Linked DNA regions of Mus musculus: region 2 is linked to region 1. The links are chromatin contacts, called in public Hi-C maps. All regions are on one chromosome and are shown on one strand. Each heading gives the region's core, a stretch centred on a gene start, on an enhancer-like site or on the middle of the called end of the contact. The rest is flanking DNA. Distances are from core to core; before and after follow the strand shown. Region 1 overlaps Tec (tec protein tyrosine kinase). Region 2 has its middle 14 kb from the start of Tec.

Region 1 (5,021 bases), core at 2,385-4,884:
AACCACCTGAGACTGTAAGCTCCCGTACTGTCAATACCTATAATAATATCCTTTCAATTAGTGTTGAAAAAATTCAATTTACAGTATTTTTTGTAACACATCCTATCACTTGGACACATTCTATAGATAAAGTTATTTGTAAAGCAATTTCTTCCTCAGCCTGGGTACGTGATGGCATCAAGGAAGTTCCATTGGTATAGTTAGGAATAGAGCTAGTACTGTGCCTTTGCTTAAACTGGATACCCTGTGTCTTGTGGAGCTTGTATTCTGAAGGCTCTGGAGTAGAGATGATGTGAATGCCACACAGCATGGGCCTGAGGGTTTGAGGCCAGCACAGGGAACAGGCAGGAGAGTATGCTATGTGCTGCTTACTGTGTACAAGGGGTTTACTACACTGCTCTGTCCACTCTCAAGTTTGAAATATGCCATAATAAAAGGTTAAAAAGCTTATCAAAAACCTAAAACTTTAAAAGTATTTTAATAAATGCTTACCAAAATGTTAAATGGTCAAAATTGTCAGAAACACAGTTTTAATAATGTTTCCATGGGAATACAGAAAGGGCCTATAATCAATGTACAGAGCTGAGACATGGGCACATTCTTTTAACTGCTACTACCAAAAGCACTGGCTGTTCTTAGGCACTGTGGGCTCAAAACAGGAAATGAGCTTTGGAGACCCAACAATACTGCTATCTACATGACACCTCTCAAAAGTCAAGTGCACACAGCAACCTGCATCCACCATTCAGTTCAAAGTTCTCCACTGTTAATCAAAGAGCTATGGGCCCTACCGACGTGATGGCAGGTTTAGCATCTGCCTGTCGATTTCAGCACAGAGGCTGAAATAAACCAGCTAGGGGTGAATCAAGCTGGGGATCCCATGGAAAACCATCTAGAGTAGAAAGGGTTTCTAGAGGCGCTCACTCCAGGCTACACGGCTACTCTCTTCACCCACCGACTCTCGCAGCTGAGGTGCCCGTGAACTCTTCATCCCCACTTAGCTTGCTCGATAGTGTAGTTAACTCTCAGCTCCAGATTGCAGAACATCTGTCCATTCTCAAAAAAGTCTCTCAGCACCATCCACTGCCAAAGTGCCCTGAGGACGACGACACACAGTGGCAGCAGTTTGCTGTCTGGTCCTCTCACCTCTGCACTGGTGAGTGGAGCATGGGTACCACACATCCAGACAGCAACTGCCTTGGATGGCTTCAAGAAATTATATAGGTTATTCTCATGAAATCACTGAACAAATCTGAAACCTCCATTCTACCAAATGCCAGCTTTTAAGTGGTCTCCTAGAGACTAGGCTTCTCTTGCTAATTCGCCAAGGGGTTAGTAGGTCACATTATCACAGACTGTCCTGTTTTTAGGACAAAAATGATCCAATACTGGTTATTTCAAATTATTCTGCTCAGTACAGTTTGAACCTGCCCATCTACCACAAGCAGCCTGCACACCTAGCACTGTGGCTGTTCCTATCTGTGTGACCTTCTGTTGAGTACCTACTACCTGTGCTGGACTGAACAGGTAACAGGCAGAGGCACGTGTGGTGTGGCCACCACTAGCTTCCAACAAAGTGCAATGATATCTGGTGTTGACCCAGGAAAATGTTTGAATTTGATTAGCTTTAATTAGCTAGATTCACCTAACTAACCTAGAATAGGGGTAATCATTTTACATTATAGGCAATTTTGATTGCCAAAATGATTACATGGCTTATGGAGATTATGAATGTAAACATCATGATTTATCAAACGTTTTGTCATGAAAGGATGGGGGTTCACACTGAGTGTCCACTTCTAAATCAAAGTTACATGCTTCTTGGGAAGGACAATAAATAGGGACTAACAATTGAATCCCTTTACACTACCTGTTCTCTCTCCTACATCTTCTTCCTTCCAGCTTCATTACCCAACATTTATACAGCTTCTACTGGTAAGATACAGGGAACTGTTAACCAGACAACCAAGGACGAAGAACTTCTATAGTGGGGTGGGATATAGCAGTGGGACCCAGGAAGAGGTTCATTGGTCCAGGGGACAGATCAGAGAAATCCTCATGAGGGAGACACTTCCCTGAATCAGACCTTGAATCACAGATAAGAGTTTCCCCCAAAAAAGAAAAGAAGAAAGACTGTGGGAGGCACAAAGCATGGGGAGTTGGAGAGATGTAGTTTCCAAGATGCTCTGCCAGGACTAGAAACTTTAAGTATCCGGGTGACTGGTACATTAAGATGCATCAAAGTAAAGCTGAGGACATCAGTTGGTGATGTGCTTGCTTTATAAGTAACGGGGCCTTAGTTTGCTCTGCAGAACCCTACACACACACACACACACACACACACACACACACACATGCACGCGCGCGCACGAGAAATAAAGAAATGAGTGCTTGTACCTGGGGAGCTGAAGTGGGAAGTGGCCAGCGTCTGGACTCTTCTTGAACAACTGATCCAAGCTCCCTGTACCTCTTCCCCTAGCTATAAAATGCGATGAGTAACAGCATCAAGAACTCTGTTGGCTTGTAGTAAGAATTTAAACTGTCAATTCCTGTTGCATTAGGGGAAAAGCTGTGTTGAGGTTTGGTCTGCTGCTAGGTACTGTAATGCTACCAAAGGTCTAGACCTATGAGTAATTTCTCATGTGTACAAGCTTTTGTGCAAAACTTTTCCCCCTGATTTAAAACTACTAGTTAAATAAAATTGGCTACAGCCGATTACTGGAGGGATTAGAGGTAGGTGGGTTTAGACTGACCTGGTTGGAGGAGTAGAGACCAGGGGGAGAAGGAGGAAGGAGGACAGAGGAAGCCGCCATGGGGGAAGATGGACCATGAGCACATGGCCAGGAGAAATAGCAAGTATTTTGGGGTACACCGCTGGGGAGGTAGCCAAGCCAGCAGTTAGAAGAGTAGATTAGGGGTTACTCCGTAGTAATTGTCAAAGCCAAATAAAATAACCATAGTCTGAGTCTCATTTGTTTGTAAACTAGTTGGGATAAGCTTAAATTGGTTGTATTACGGGAACATGGCAAGTGCTACCTTAAGTTAGCTACTAATACTCTAAAACCACAGGAGGCCTAGGAAAGGTGCAGCACTGGATCCTAGACATAAGGAAAGACTCACTCACTGCAACCTTCAAGACTCCAGTGAGGCTCACGGGAGGTCAGGTATCAAACATCAGCTGCCTTACCAAATAAAATGAAATGAGAGTCCAGCTTGGGACATGGGGGATAAAGTAAGTTCTCTAAGATTTTAAGAGGAAACAGAAATGACCACTGTCCACCAACATCTGCTCTTTTCCTCCTCCTCCTCCCCCCCCCTCCTCCTCCTCCTCTTCCTTCTTCTTTTGTTTTGTTTTTCTAACACAGGGTCTAGCTATAAAGTCCTGACTGCCCTGAAACTCTGTAGATCAGGCTAGACTCGAACTCACAGCAATCCTCCTACATCTGTTTCCCAGAGGCAGGCCTGTGCCATCCTGTCTGGCTTCAACATCTGTTGTTTTCAACCAATTTACCTTGACTTCCTCGGGTTTTGCAAATCTTCTCTAAAAAAGATGACTGACGGTTCATGTGACTGGGCTATTTTTAGCCTTTGAGCTTATTTAAGCTGTCTCACTTACAGCTTGAAACCAGAGCAGGGGGCTGACTCACCCAGAGGCCAGGAGCACTCTGTGAACAAAAGCAGGGGACACCTTTGGCTAAAGCTTCTCCTCTTCACTCAAGCAGTAAGAGTTGAAAGGCACGCACATACCACTCAGGCAGGCTCTAAGATGGCCTCGGATGCTAGCAAATAGCAGCATTAGTGCACGGTAGACTCCTGTGCAAATGCACAATTTGGCCAGCCAAAGGGGATCAGAGACTTATCCAGGGGTAACACAGCATAGAGCAGTGATTCTCAACCTTTTGTGACCCTTTAATACATTTCCTCATGTTGTGCTGACCCCCAAGCATTAACATTATCTTGTTGCTATTTCCTAACTGTTAGTTTGCTACTGGTATGAATTGTAATGTAAGCATCTGACATGCAAGATACCTGAGATGCGACCCCCAGATGGGTCAAGACCCACAGGTTGAGAAACACTGGTGTGGGTGGCTCTGGGATCACCCTGCCTGTGCTTCCCTTCTGATTCCGCGTCATAGTCTGGGACATATTTTCACATGGAATGCCACCCCCAGTAGACAGGGATGGATAGGACAATTCTCTGTTAGAAAGCACTGGAAATATCAAATACAGGCAAGGCACACTGACCTGCACTCTCTTCCTGAAGTCCCCCCCCACACCCGCCCCCCCCCGGTGGGGAGTGTCTCCACAGCCATAGTAAGAAACATGTCCCCATCACCTTGGACAAGGAGCTGACAGAGAACCATGTGTATTGTTGGGAAAATGTTCCCAAAGGCGTACGTTTAAGTACCAGGCTGTGCTATATTGAAAGGCTGCAAGCCTTTCATACAGTTCCCCATGTTGTGCTGACCCCCAACCATACAATTGTTTTGTTGCTACTTCCTAACAGGAATTTTGCTACTGCCGTGAATCATAATGTAAACAACTGAGGTGCAGGATATCTGATGTGTGGCCCCTGTGGGAGTTAGGACCCAGAGGTTGAGAACCATAGGTGATGGTGGGTCATGGGAGTCATGCCTTGGGTTCCAGTCTAGCCCTGCTTTGGATACTGCTCTCTTGCTTTCCTGGTCTGGCTGCTGTAAAGAGCTCTGTCTACTACACACTCCCTCTACCAGAGAGCAGCTTTCCCTGACACAACAGACTAAAACTCTAAGCCGAATTCATCTTTCTTCTCCTAAGCTTCTCTGTCAGGTGTTCTGGCACAACACAAAAGCAACTCATATGCATGCACGCCCTGTGCAGGTCACCTTTATCCATCTTTGCTTCTTGGGCTAGCCAAAGCCGCATCCGCTTGTCACAGTTTTACAGCTTGTCTCCCAGAGCACGAGCTTTTAGCTTTAACTGCCATCTTTCCATCTTCCTTTTCCTATGGAAGTGCCCACGCACTGGGAAGGATTACTGCT
Region 2 (5,209 bases), core at 1,996-4,495, 79 kb after region 1:
GCAAGTGCAGCCAGAGCTCTTCACCACTGAGCCATCTTTCCCAAGCCTCTACTACACTTAATCTTTATTGGGAAAGAGTAATGTTAGGAATTCCTGGTAAGAGCCGTACAGGAAGGTTTTGACACCAGATGTATGTGAGGGATGCAGAGGCCAGCCTGGTCTACAGAGTGAGTTCCAAGACAGCCAGGGCTACACAGAGAAACCCTGTCTCGAAAAACAAAAAAAAAAAAAAAAAAAAAAAAAAAAAGAAGAAGAAGAAGAAGAAGAAGAAGAAGCTGCCAATGTAACTGACTGTCCATAGTGTGGTGAAGGTTTTTATTGTAGGTTAGAGAGAATGACGGGATACATCTGGAAGAGTCCAGAGCAGGGAGAGAAAGAAGTAAACTGAACATGGCCAGCTGACTAGACATGGCCAGGGCCATCTGAGAGAGAAGGGGGATAGCAAGGGTGAGAGACTAGAGAGATTAGTGCGAATGGCTGGAGCAGAGAGAATAAGCTGTCAGAAGGATGAGTAGCTGAGGGGAGGAAAGCCCGTGGGGTGGAGGGAGCTTAGGGAAGGGGAGGAGGTGAGAAGGATTAGGATGCTGGCTTGGACTGTGTGACACCGGAGGAGGCGGTGGCAGCTATGTGCTGTGGGTCTCTATGTGTCTCTTCTGCCAGAGGTAAGGGAAATGACTCCTTCTGGCAGGCAGGCAGGCAGGAATTGGTTTTTGCAACTTCCTGAGGACCGATGGCTTTTAATCTAACCACCAGAAATCCTCCTAGACTCCAGATTCACCTCATCTCTGGAGGTAGTTGTGGATATAGCCTTTTGGAGTCGTGGAACCGGAGTTTCCTTCGGAGCTGACGATAGCCAGCACGTTAATATATGTGAATGGTTCTATTACATTGTTAGTACAAACTTCAGTCTCCACTCTTACATGGCCACCCTGACCTTACTGTTACGTTCTGGTTTTTTTTTTTAATTTACTCACTTAAATTAGTCCACTTAACAGAAACACTGCAAGGGCAAAGGTCCGCCACTCTCCTCCACCAGCTCATCTGTCTTAGCTTCTGCCTCCCACAGCCAGCCCTCACTCCTGTGCCCGCTGTAGGCCATCAGTTAGACAGATCTTCTTTGTTTTTACCTGGCTTAGAGCCTTTTCTAGTGGTCCCAGGCCAAACTCCCAGCATGCCATGGGGATGGAATTGTGATGAATGGACACCTTTCTAATACAGTCAGTTCAGAGCAGCAGCGGTTTGATTTAAAAAAAAAAAAAGATACAGACTACAACACAGACTATAAATGCAACAAAAGTATGAAAAGAAGCAGATAAAAATAATATGAGCCTGACATCACATTTAACCTAATTTATCCCGATTGTTATATTTTAATTAATTATTTTTTATGTGTATGGCTGTTTTGCTTGAATGCATTATCTGTGTACCACATGAGTTCTGGGTATCATCTGAGACAAGAAGAGGGTATTGGATCTCCTGGAAGTTACTGACAGTTGTGAGCTGTCCAGTGGGCGCTAAGACTTGAACCCCTGCCTTCTGAGAAAGGAACCGTCATTGTTGTTGTCGTCGTCGTCGTCGTCGTTGTTGTTGTTGTTTTCATTATTTTGCCAACATGATGCCATTTATTATGCTTGTTGGTGCCACAAGGAAGTAATTTGCAAAAAAATAGGAGGGCCCTCAGCAGGGTCCAGTGTTGTTCTGTTGTGTGGAGTTGCCCAGACCCGGGCTGTGCCAAGGAGTCACAGCCAGGACCGCATTCTGATGGAGAGAGCGCTCTTGGGATAACTTTTCCAGAGTCTTTGCTGCGGCTCCACTGAACAGCGTGGACCCCAGGGAGTCATTCACCTTCACCTGGACAGCTGCTGGCAGTGCTGAGTTCTCTTGCTCAAAGCTGGTCGCGAGGGGCAGGTGCGCTTCCAGGTAGAAGGTATTGAACTGTGATAGCTTATTACTCCCACCCGCTAGGCTCCGCCTTAGTCCTGTAGGAAAACTTTTGCTACCTAAGTTTCTCAACTCATGGCAGAACTGCGTGGAAGGAACCACTGGACCTTGTGTGCGCTACCCTTCCAGTCCCTGGGGGTTTCCGAAGTTCGGAAGCATCCAAGAGTATCCCTTCCACCCTCCCACCTCCCAGTCCCCAAAAACATCCATTCCACCCTCTCTCCACCTTCAATGTGGTGGTATCCTCTAATAGGACAGAAAAGTAGGAGGGAACAACAGGTGTGGTCACACTGGGAGGTGCTTTTAGCGGGTGAGGTTTTGTGGTACTGACAACAGGAACTTGGACCTGTAGCCCTGCCGAGATGTTTACACCCCCAGCTTTTGCCTCCGGCCTCATCTCAGGTCTGGTTGTTCTTGTTGTTGTTGATGTTGTTGTTGTTGTTGTTGTTGTGTTTTGTTTTGTTTTGTTTTGTTTTTCTGAGGCTTCCAGCTTTTAGATCTGGAATTTCTCCAGATCTCCTTCCTACTGGTGGCTACTGTGGGGACTATTGAACCTCCAAGTATGTAAGCCGTTTATACATTCCTTCTGATAATATAAATATATATATAGTATGGCTCGCGTTCTTCTAGAGAACCGTGACTCGTATCAGGACCACGCTGAGCAATGTGTTCACGCTGTAATATTCATGTCCCTGAAAAGTGGGTGGGGAAATCACACCCTCTGAATCACCCTTTGGGAAACGTGTTTCACCTTGGAAAACATTGTAGCTTTCCACAGGCTCACCTGTGACCTGACAGAATTTCTAGTCGTCTTATATTTCATGAGATCCCTTTAGTACCCTTAAAGTCACCCCACACGCCTTCAGACAGAATTTGGAAAAACCTCAAACCTAGTCCCAGAACAGATTCCCCAAACTGGGACATCCCAGAGTGCACACACAGAGGTCTGGGCCAGCCGCTCACTCCCTTTGGGCATTCCTGAAACTACACAGTGCTCTGCACATTATGCTGAAGACTGCCAACTTAGAGAACTGGTCCTGCTTTCCTCTTTTTCTCCTAATAAATTCTTACAACTCAAGCTTTCAAAGTGCCTGGTTGTCAACTAACTGCCCCCGGAGTATATCTACTATAGCTAAATTCTATTTTCCTTCAGGCCATGTGCAAAGTCAATATGGAGTGTGGAAAGGACTATTTAAAGCATAGAGTTAGTTTTCCCATTATCTCCACTACTCGTAAAAATAGCATACACTCTGTCATCTTGAGCAAGAACTGCCACACAGCTCTGCTATCTGAACTGGTCCACATGACTGTGCAACTCTGTTGGCCTTGGATGACATAGGTCTAGTATAATTAGGCTAGTCCGTCTAGGCTATGAATACTGTGTTCTGACTTTTTTGCCACTTGTGAGTCAGTTAATCATAAACCCACAGAAAGATACACATTTATCAATGGAGGGGTTAAATATACTCCAGTCAAAAATCATCTAATTGAGAGGGAAGACTGGTTTTTTGGGTTTTGTTGTTGTTGTTGTTGTTGTTTGTTTTGTTTTGTTTTGTTTTTTCAAATAGTACAAGAGGGGCTGGAGAGATGGCTCCGAGTCAGGAGCACTTGTTGCCCTGACAAGGGATCCAGGTTCCACACTCAGCACCCACCAGGTGGCTCACAGTCACCTGGAACTCCAGTTCCAGGGAATCCAATGTCCTCTTCTAACTTCTGAATACACAAAGTGCACATATATGCACAAAATATTAGATTAAAATAATTTATATTTATAATTATAACATTAATTATATTTATAAATTATAAATATATTATAAATTATAAATAAAGATAGTATTAATATAATTATAAAAATAATTAATAACACAAGTCCTCATCTAGATTTTAATGCAGAGACTTTTTGAAACTCCAGCTAGGGTCTAGGAAGATGGATCCATGGTTAAGAGCACTGGCTGCTCTTCCTGAAGACCTGGCTTCAATTCCCAGCACCTGCATAGCAGCTAACAACTGTCTGCAACTGCAGTTCCAGGGAATCTGACACCCTCACACATGCAGGCAAAATACAAATACACATAAAATAAAATAAAATAAAATAAAATAAAAACTCCAGCTATTTCAAATCATTCAGATTAGTAGAAAATGATCAGTAAAACCAATTTAAAATCATAAAGTGTAATGACTGAGTAAATAACCTATAAGCTTAAGAACTGTGGTAGCAGCCGGGCAGTGGTGGTGCACGCCTTTAATCCCAGCACTTGGGAAGCAGAGGCAGGTGGATTTCTGAGTTCGAGGCCAGCCTGGTCTACAGAGTGAGTTCCAAACAGCCATGGCTACACAGAGAAACCCTGTCTTGAAGAAAAGAAAAGAAAAGAAAAGAAAAGAAAAGAAGAGAAGAGAAGAGAAGAGAAGAGAAGAGAAGAGAAGAGAAGAGAAGAGAAGAGAAGAGAAGAGAAGAGAAGAGAAAGAACTATGGTAGCAAAAAGAAAAGGAAAGCAATAGGCGCTAAGGCAGCAAAAGCAAACAGTTCAGTTCGTGCCTATCCCCACATCTCACAATGCCCTAAGATGGAAGTTTACATAATCTGTCATACTTCCAAAGAGCATGTGATACTTTAGCCAACATGTTGTTAGTTACATTATTGCATAAGGATACTTTCCCCCGTGGTTAACCACAGTTATAACATTGGTAAAATAAACAGCTAGGACTTCAGCCAGAAATTAGAGACATTAAAATATAGCAGAAGAGAGTTAATGACAGAAACACTCCCTGACAAGACAGTTAATAAACCTCTAGAATGGCTTACCACAGAATAGGCTCTTTATAAATGTCAAAGTTTCCTCTTCTTCTTGTTCTTCTTGTTCTTCTTGTTCTTCTTCTTCTTCTTCTTCTTCTTCTTCTTCTTCTTCTTCTTCTTCTTCTTCTTCTTCTTCTTCTTCTTCTTCTTCTTCTTCTGTTCAAGGAAGTGTATTAACATACCATGAAAGATTTCTCTGTTTGTCCCAGTAAATTCATTTCCCCCTACTTATGACGGTGATTACAAGCATTTTAGAAAACCCAGCAATAACATCTTGCCCATAACTCACCAGACTAAACATGCACAAGATGAGCAGTGGAGGGCTGTGCATTCTTTCTTGGTGTCTGTGTAGGGGCTTTCATTTTGTATGGCTTTGTTCATGGTATCAAAACATTTTCCTGTCCCTTTCACTGTCAGGACATAACCATTTCTTCCTGTGAGACATTATACTCAGATGACGTATGATGAGATATC

What was found. Hi-C and Micro-C count contacts between places; a contact is called where the count stands out from the background.
Region 2: a contact with region 1 is called in a Hi-C map of bone marrow-derived macrophages, with 2.2 times the contacts expected there. The contact joins two enhancer-like sites. A contact is called at or near these places in 3 of 39 promoter capture datasets (the C10 cell line, liver and neutrophils), 1 of 15 datasets of contacts at CTCF or cohesin (large pre-B cells), 8 of 484 Hi-C or Micro-C datasets (B cells, ECoMG myeloid progenitors, bone marrow-derived dendritic cells and 4 more) and 4 of 115 datasets of contacts at active chromatin or transcription factors (the HPC-7 cell line, acute myeloid leukemia, embryonic stem cells and 1 more).

The regions. Positions count from the first base shown.
Region 1 is chr5:72,799,472-72,804,492 of GRCm38.p6, forward strand. The region is part of intron 3 of Tec (tec protein tyrosine kinase); the gene reads right to left. Among named protein-coding and RNA genes, the nearest start is that of Txk, 49 kb to the left of the region's middle. Within about 2 kb of position 3,635, at least 113 of the 459 cell types and tissues checked have an H3K27ac peak or open chromatin away from gene starts, as enhancers often do. A contact at or near this core is called in acute myeloid leukemia and bone marrow-derived macrophages, where this site is marked.
Region 2 is chr5:72,879,351-72,884,559 of GRCm38.p6, forward strand. No RefSeq gene overlaps it. Among named protein-coding and RNA genes, the nearest start is that of Tec, 14 kb to the left of the region's middle. Within about 2 kb of position 3,246, at least 22 of the 459 cell types and tissues checked have an H3K27ac peak or open chromatin away from gene starts, as enhancers often do. A contact at or near this core is called in acute myeloid leukemia and bone marrow-derived macrophages, where this site is marked.